Linked DNA regions of Mus musculus: region 1 is linked to region 2. The links are chromatin contacts, called in public promoter capture Hi-C maps. All regions are on one chromosome and are shown on one strand. The core of a region is the stretch at or near the end of the contact, and the rest is flanking DNA. Distances in the headings are between cores, read along the strand shown. Region 1 holds the start of Nphs1os (nephrosis 1 homolog, nephrin, opposite strand). Region 2 overlaps 4930479H17Rik (a long non-coding RNA gene).

Region 1 (4,156 bases), core at 1,539-4,038, 120 kb after region 2:
CATTGTGTCCAGAATGGTAAACCAGTGTCCATAGCTTGGGGCACAGAGCATGCCCAGGCAGTGGCTCACAGTGTGCTGGTGATGACCGTTCGACCTGAAGACCACGGAGCTCGGCTCAGCTGTCAGTCCTACAACAGTGTGTCTGCAGAGACCCAGGAGCGAAGCATCACTCTGCAGGTCACCTGTGAGTCCCACCCTCTTTCTCTCAGTCCATTCCCAGACGGCCTTATGTGCCTTCATATCCGGCCAATCTTATGTCAAAGACCTCATTGTCAGCCTACCCCCCCATCTGTCTGGGTTGAAGACCCTGGCCTGAATTCCCATCTCTCCTTGGTGTGTCTGTCATCAGTTCCCCCCAGTGCCGTTACCATCCTGGGATCTACATCACAGTCTGAGAACAAAAATGTGACCCTTTGCTGCCTTACCAAGTCCAGTCGCCCACGGGTCCTGCTGCGATGGTGGTTGGGTGGACGGCAGTTGCTGCCCACGGATGAGACAGTCATGGATGTGAGGATGTACATGATTGCAGTTTGACATCCCTTGAGGCTTTGGGCCCTGCGGAGCCCAGACTGAGGCTCCAGTTCCTGGGTCTTATAGAGGGGGGATGGGAAAGTTTCATGTGTCCTTGGTAGGGTCTGGTGGACCCAGGCCTCTGCTACCGTGAGTGGGGGCTTCTCGGGCCGTAAATCTGAAGCTCACTCCTTGCTAGGGCCTGCATGGTGGCCACATCTCCATGTCCAATCTGACACTCTTGGTGAAGAGAGAAGACAATGGCCTGTCCCTCACCTGCGAAGCCTTCAGTGATGCCTTCAGCAAGGAGACCTTCAAGAAGTCACTCACCTTGAATGTAAAATGTGAGCCTTAACCCAGAGCCCGAAGAGGCCTCAGGCTTCACAGAGCTCACCCTGAGGATCCAGCCCAGATGAAAACGTCTCTCTTCAGATGTAAATGTGTCTCTTCACCATCTCTCAATAGACCCGGCCCAGAAGCTGTGGATTGAGGGACCCCCAGAGGGGCAGAGCATCCGGACTGGAACTCGGGTGAGGCTGGTATGCTTGGCCATTGGAGGCAACCCAGAGCCCTCCCTCACCTGGCTTAAGGTAGGGGCCAAGCAAGAAAGGAAAGGCATGAGACCTTCCTCTCTCGCCCTTCCTGTCTTTTTTCTTTTCCCTTTTTTCTTCCTGTTTATCTGCTTGTGTGTGTGTGTGTGTGTGTGTGTGTGTGTGTGTGTGTGTGTGTGTGTGTGAGAGAGAGAGAGAGAGAGAGAGAGAGAGAGAGAGCTAAAACCACTCACACTCTACTGACTGAGCTGTCCTCTCATTCTCATTTGCTTTCCTAAGACACGATGTTATGTCATCTAGGCTGGCCTTGAATTCTGTTTGTTTTTGATCCAGGAAGGGTTTCAGGATGCAGTCCTGGCAGGCCTAGAACTCATTATGTAAACCAGGCTGGTCTCCAATTTAGAGAGATCACCCGACTCTGCCTGGATTAAAACCCTGCTCAGCCTTTTGATCCTCTTGTCCTCTCCACCCCCTCAGAACGTGGAAACACCCGTATCTCTTGGAAAACTCTAGAGATTATGGAAAGTCACAAATGCCATGAGAATTAATGGAACCCCCAGGAAAGTTCTGGAAAAATAATTCCAGGATTAAAAAAAAAAAGGAACTTTGGGTCAAAATAGAAAATTCTAGAGATAAAGTAACTATAATTCCATTCATAGTAAAGAAAATTCATTCACATTAAAGCTAATGTTAAGAAAAATAAAGAATGAAGGGCGGGAAGAGAAAGATATGGAGAGGGACAGAGACGGGGGACAGAGAGATGAAGGAGGCAGAAAAAGAGGCAGAGACAGAGGCAGGGATATCTAAGGGTTAATATTGGAATTAGGGAAAAGGTTCGAGAAGTTTGGAGGGAGAGTGGAAAGTTTTTGAAATTTTAAATTCTTATTTATTAATTTTAATATGCATGTATGTTTTGTCTGTGAACCACATTCATCCCTAATGCCTTGAGAAGGTCAGAAGAGTGTGTCAGGTTCCCTAGGACTAGAGCTACAGTAAGTTGTTAGCTTCCATGTGGGTGCTGGGAATTGAACCCTGATCCTCTGGAAGCACAGCCTTACCTGCGGAAGACGGGAATTTTTAAGAAACACACCTGTGGGGAGTCAGTCCTTTTGTAATCCTAGCACTTGGAAGCTGAAGGCAGGAAGGTCAGGAGTTCAAGGTTATCCTCGGTTAGGCTGCTTAGAGGACTCACTCTGTGGTCAACCCTGGCTACATGAGATCCCCTCTCAAGCAAAACAAGGCAAAAACAACAGAGGCAAAGAAAAGGGAAAGAGTATTGGGAATTCCGAGGGAGTTTCCTGTTCTGTAAATATCACAGTTCTGGGTTTGGGGGTGTGGTACCTGCAGCAAGCAAAGGGCTGGAGAGGTGGGGGTGGGGTGGGGGGCTGGAGGTAGGTGGTGTGTGTAGGTGTGGGGGTGGAGATAGGGGGCGCGGTGCACAATGGACAAAAGATCCCAAGACTACCAAGGCAGGCAGGAGAGGCTAGAACTAGGGATACCCAAATTCAGACCCTACTCCTGCTGCCGCTGTTGAGAAGGGCACCTTCATCACACAAAGGCCCTCTCTGGGCTAACGGCCACCCACCCTATTTGGATACTCAGGATTCGCGCCCGGTGAACGATCCTCGGCAGTCTCAGGAGCCCCGGCGTGTGCAGCTGGGCAGTGTGGAGAAGTCCGGCAGCACTTTCTCCCGCGAGCTGGTGCTGATCATAGGCCCGCCGGACAACCTAGCCAAGTTCTCCTGCAAGGCGGGTCAGCTCAGTGCGTCTACGCAGCTGGTGGTGCAGTGTGAGCGCACAGGCCCAGCGGGTGGCGAGTGTTGGAGAGGGGGCGGTGTAGACCCTTGTAGCTCAGGTTCCTCAGCCTTTGAATCTCTAATCCGTTAAGTCCCCCCAACAAACCTGACCATCCTGGCCAACTCGTCCGCACTGCGCCCAGGCGACGCCTTGAACTTGACCTGCGTCAGCATCAGCAGCAACCCTCCAGTTAACTTGTCTTTGGACAAGGAAGGAGAGAGGTGAGTTTATAGGAAACCCTATCCCGTCCATGTTCAGTTACCCCCGCCCCCGCCCCAGTCTGCTCCCTCGGTGCCCTAAGCTTCCGGGACCAGCTGGGTCCTCACCCATTTTCTCAAACTTGCACAGGCTGGACGACGTGGCTGCAAAACCCCAGAGCGCCCCATTCAAAGGCTCCGCTGCATCCAGGAGTGTTTTTCTTCGGGTGTCATCCCGAGACCACGGTCACCGGGTTACCTGCCGGGCCCACAGCGAGGCACTTCGTGAAACCGTGAGCTCTTTCTACCGCCTCAACGTGTTATGTAAGTGCGCAGGCCTAGCACAGCCCCTCTCGCACCATCCCCTGTAGACGGCAGCTACTGGAGTCTTCACCTTGACCTCTACCGAGTTTGTAACTTTCCTAGCCTTCATCCTGATCTCCGGCTGTCAGCAGTTCCAATCCACGCTCTCCACTCTCAGCTTGGCACTCGCTGCTATCTTTTTTTTCCTCCCCTCAAAACTGGATCTTAGCTTCTCAATTGTTAAATTTTAAAAGTTTTAAAATAGTCCTGACTGACCTGGAACTTGATATGAAGAGTAGGAAAGTCATGAGCTTGCAGCAATCCTCCTGTCTCTGAACTCTAAAGTTTACTGCCTCTGAAGTGCTGGGATTGCAAGCCTGTAAGGCCATATCTGGCTTTGCGTATTTTGTTCTGCTGTTTTTGTTTTTTCAGACAGTATCTGACTGAACAGCTCTGGCTGGCTTGGAACTTACAAATGATCCACTTGTCTCTGTCTCCCACGAGCTGGGATTAAAGGCATGCCTCACCACACCCCACTTGGATTTTTTTAAATTACATCTAATTATTGTGTGTGTTCCCTCATGTCTGGGCCATGGTGAGCAGGTGGTCAGAAAACAAAAGAAAAACATTTTGTTTGTTTTTTGTGGGGTTTAGGTTTCGGAGACAGGGTTTCTCTGTGAAGCCCTCACTGTCCAGGAACTAGCTCTGTAGACCAGGCTGTCCTCGAACTCACAAGAGATTCGCTTGCCTCTGCCTCCAAAGTACTGGGATTAAAGGCGTGCACTGTGGCCGCCGCCC
Region 2 (4,253 bases), core at 1,646-4,145:
GGCTTGTATTCCAAGACCTTTGGATATTCAGGATTTCTTATTTATTTATTTATTTATTTATTTATTTATTTATTTACTTACTGTTTTTAGTCAAGGTCTGTAGTCCAGGCTCTGTAGTCCAGGCTGGCTTGGAATTTACTGTATAGCCCAGGATGGTTTTACACACAGAGAAATCCTACCACCTTGGTCTCTCACGTGCTGTGAAGGTGTGAGCTTTTCTGCCAGGCGCCCAAGGTACAAATTTCAGCTCTAATGGTTGTTTTAAAAAAAGATTTACTTTTCACTACATCTATATCACATAAATACAGTGAACCACAGTTGTAAGCTGCTAAATTTATGCTGGGACTCGAACCCATGGCCTCCAGAAAAGCAACATGTAACTGCTGAGCCATCTCTTTAGCTCTGCTAGTCTTTTGACTGTGACTTAAGATATGTTGTCTTAGCCAGGCAGAGGTTGTTCATGCCTTTAATCCCAGAAGGATCTCTGTGAGTCTGAGGCCATCCTGCCTACAGAGACAGCTCTGGGAGAGCTAGGGCTACACAGAGAAACCCTGTCTAAAAAAAATATAGTATAAAATTTCACTTAAAAGTGGTGATCATCTGCTTCCTCTGTAAAGGTGGAGAACACCACCAACTCACCATATATTTGTGGAATTCTTTAAGAGGAGAAGCCAGTGTGGTGGACACCCTTAATCCCAACACCGAAGAGCCAGAGTCCAGCAGACCTCTGTGAGTTCAAGGCCAGTGTGGTCCACAAAGCAAGGTCCAGAGCTACATAATGAGACCCTGTTTAGAACAAATATCTACTGTACTGTAGGCGTTGTTACTGTGGTCTGGAACTCAGTATATAGCCCAGGCTGCTTTAAGCTTAGAACAATCCTCCTGCCTCACCTCCTAAGTACTAGGATATAATCATGGATCACTGTACTGGGTTCTCCTTTTTAAAATGCTACCAATACATGGTGTGTTGGTGTGTTCTCCACTGTTACAGAGGAGGAAGTGGAAGGTCAGAGAGGGGAAGTGACTTATGAGAGCTCATCTAGTTTGGGTCAGGGTTCCAAGCTTGCTCCCCACTCCAGAGTACAGCTCGAAGATAATAATAGTTAGTAGTAGTAGTAGTAGTAGTAGTAGTAGTAGTAGTAATAATAATAATAATAATGGCAGTGGTGGTACATGCTTTTAATTCCAGCACTAGGGAGGCAGAGGCAGGTGGATCTCTGAATACGAGGCAAGTCTGGTCTACAGAGTAAGTTCTAAGACAGCCAGAGCCACACAGAGAAACCTGTCTCCAAAAATCAAATAAATAAATGAATAAATATAAATATTTTAAAATAATAAAAGTAGATACTTCGAGCCGGGTGGTGGTGGCGTACGCCTTTAATCCCAGCACTTGGGAGGCAGAGGCAGGCGGATTTCTGAGTTCGAGGCTGGCCTGGTCTACAAAGTGAGTTCCAGGACAGCCAGGGCTACACAGAGAAACCCTGTCTCGAAAAACCAACAACAACAACAACAACAAAAAAGTAGATACTTTGGTCCCAGAATTTGTGAGACAGGAAAATTTCTGTCTTCGTTGCTGAGAAACTATAGATTCTTTCCGAACACACTTTCACGTTTCTTTCATCACCATGGTTGAGAAAGAGCTCCTTAATTCCAAGGTTACCTGACAATCTCAAGCGGAGAAGCTGCGGCTATTCTGTTCAGCACCATGGCCAGCGCCCGACCGCATTTAGAGTCTGCGCAAAGCTTTGTGCTGCTTAGGCAAAGCGGCTCCTTTCCAATAGCCCCGGAGAATTTTGGTTACAAGCAGCCACCTGCTCTGAGTGTGGCTCTGGGCAATGATTTAGCGCCTTCGACCTCCAATTGGTTTCTCTATAAAACTGGGATAATAAAAAGACCTGCCTCCAGGTTGACTGTGAGGAATATATTACATAATGTGCATGCATACATTATATATAAAAGCACTTACCACTTAGCCCATAAAGCCTCACCTATTTATAGGCCTGTGACGCAGCAGTACCAAGGTGTGCACACACCACCATCACCACGCCCAGCCACTACTGCTGCCAAAGAGGTGGTCCAAAGCTTGCAGACCTGCCCAGCAAAAGGCAACTCGTAGGTGCCAAGGCTCTCCTGCTCAGTGGGTCCCGGGGACTCGAACTTAGGTCGTCAGGCTTAGCAACCAGTGAGATGAAGAGCCATCTCACCGGCTCTAATTTTAAATTTAATTCACCTACTTGATTTTGAGACAGGATGTTATGCTTGTCTCGCACATCACTATGAACTTCTGTGTGTCTGCTTCCACTTCCAGAGTGCTGAGAGAATAGGCAAGTACTGGGGATCAAACCCAGGGCTTTGTACATCCTAGGCAAGCACTCTATCAACTGGGTGCGCCCCACCTCCAGTCCCTCATGTAGGACTTATAAATCACTGTCAGGACTCTGGCGCTGCTGGCAGGCGGGGTGATTGCACTGGGGGATTTTGAGTAGAGAAGGGACATGATTCGAATTTTAAAAACGGTCTCGGGGCGGCTTCATGAGGAATAGAATGTAGTTTTGTAATTTTTCCCGACCCTGATCCTCAACAGGTCTTCTCGCTTCTCCAGGCCCTGGCGGTCCCTGCCACCCTTGAGCAGCAGTAGTTGGTACCCTTGTGTCTTGCTTGCTGACAAGAATGTCCAATCATCAGTGCCACCGGATGAATGGCATATCATGGGAACTTGATTGGTCACCCGCATTCTGCTCTACACCTGCCGTTCCTGGAAGGAAGGGTTCAAGATGTAAGAATACTGACAGGCAGGTTATGTGCAGCAGGAGGCCCATTACCCCAGAAAGCTGACTGCGAGTCGCCCGGCCGTAGCCGCGGCATCACCGCGAGCGCCCAGCAGGTGGCGCCGCGGCGTTGGGTCCAGGCAGGCTCGCCCACGTGGATTCCTCAGCAGCCCTCGGGCACTGGGCGCCGGCTCATTGGTACTGACAGTAGCACCACCATCGGGGCCCTTCGGGCGGTGGCAACACACACACACAGCCGGAAGTCGGGTTTCTCAGCGCCCCCGTTTTCCAAGAAAGCTGTGATTAAGCGGCGGCCCTAGAAACCCACAAACGCAGCTGTTGAGTCTGAGTGAACCCGGAGCGCAGAGGAGGGAACCAGAATAGTTGGGTAAATTGGGAGGCCATTCCGCCAGGTTTGAATCCCCACTGTCTTTTTCAAGCCATGGGAACTTGAACCATACACCTAACTTCTGTGGGCTCTGGTTCCCTCATCTCAAAAAGCTGCTACACACACACACACACACACACACACACACACTTCACAGAGCTGGGAGAGATGGCTTACTTTTTCTGGTCTGCCTGCCTTATTATGCTTCCAGAACCAGTTTGTCGTATCTACTGGCACAGTCTGTCAATAGATCTTGTCCTAACCAGCCAGAATCGCGTCCAAAGAAATTCCACTTTCACTGAGCCATGTCAGGCAGCCTTTCCACCCTTGGCTCTGAGGTCACCAGCCATCGTCTTTGTACATCCACATGTCTGTGGGAAATCCAGAGCATCAAGGTGTTCGAGCAGGTATGAAGGCAGCGATGACCGAGTATTAGAGGGCCTCTTGACCCTCTTCCCTGTGGGCACACTCCCAGAAATGGATAGGATAGGTAGGCTGGGGCTCTTGCCTATCGGGACCCAGGGGGAGCTGTGTATACTACAAGTCACTTGTGTACCATCTTTAAGCTTGGTCCTGGCCCTCATCACGCTCCCTGAAGCAGCAAGGGATGTGTGGCTCCAGTCTGACCTGTTACCATCAGGTTGGAATTGTGGGGTTAGAGACTAGAGGCAGATGGCGGAAGAGGGGGGGAAGAGGGATTGGTTGAGGAGGTGAGACATGTTGGAGATGAACAGGCACATGACGAGGGAATGTTGAGGAATTACAAGGAGGAGGGAGAGGAGGAAGAGGAGGATGTGAGGGAAGGGCAGAGAGGGACGAGTGGGGAGAGAGTCAGGAAGGAAGGGAAGGAGACTTGGTGGGGAAGGAGAGAAGGAGAGAGCTTATTTGAGAGACATTAGGACTAGAAAAGGGTCTTTGAGTATAGAGAACTGGTTTGATCGTGTTTGGAGGGAGCAGAGGCTCTATATTCCTGTAAACAGAAGAATGGGGCAAAGCGGTCAAGTGAGGAAGCCGACACCGGAAGAACATTCTAGAACAGAGGAACAGCCTCCATAGCCTGCTGAGGAGGAAGAAGCTTTTGGCTAGAAGTTCTGAGG

What was found. Promoter capture Hi-C pulls out the DNA fragments that hold promoters and counts their contacts.
Region 1: a promoter capture Hi-C map of hippocampal neurons shows a contact between it and region 2, with 5 times the contacts expected there. The contact joins the promoter of Nphs1os here to the enhancer-like site in region 2. A contact is called at or near these places in 22 of 39 promoter capture datasets (the 3T3-L1 cell line, 3T3-L1-derived adipocytes, the HPC-7 cell line and 16 more), 7 of 15 datasets of contacts at CTCF or cohesin (CD8 T cells, embryonic stem cells, large pre-B cells and 2 more), 74 of 484 Hi-C or Micro-C datasets (B cells, the C10 cell line, the CH12 cell line and 31 more), 22 of 115 datasets of contacts at active chromatin or transcription factors (acute myeloid leukemia, craniofacial prominence, embryonic basal ganglia and 10 more) and 5 of 9 other capture datasets (adipose tissue, embryonic stem cells, liver and 2 more).

Annotation. Positions count from the first base shown.
Region 1 is chr7:30,462,803-30,466,958 of GRCm38.p6, forward strand. It overlaps Nphs1os (nephrosis 1 homolog, nephrin, opposite strand), which reads right to left and starts at 2,789. Exons shown (of 3, transcript NR_004443.2): 1 at 2,647-2,789; 2 at 426-840; 3 at 1-142. It overlaps Nphs1 (nephrosis 1, nephrin), which reads left to right. Exons shown (of 30, transcript NM_019459.2): 8 at 13-184; 9 at 350-507; 10 at 710-854; 11 at 976-1,100; 12 at 2,664-2,850; 13 at 2,950-3,079; 14 at 3,207-3,379.
Region 2 is chr7:30,345,111-30,349,363 of GRCm38.p6, forward strand. 4930479H17Rik (a long non-coding RNA gene) reads right to left here. Exons shown (of 3, transcript XR_881936.2): 2 at 2,235-2,755; 3 at 1,487-2,091. Among named protein-coding and RNA genes, the nearest start is that of 4930479H17Rik, 6.7 kb to the right of the region's middle. Within about 2 kb of position 2,896, at least 29 of the 459 cell types and tissues checked have an H3K27ac peak or open chromatin away from gene starts, as enhancers often do. A contact at or near this core is called in ECoMG myeloid progenitors, the MC38 cell line, cerebral cortex and 1 more, where this site is marked.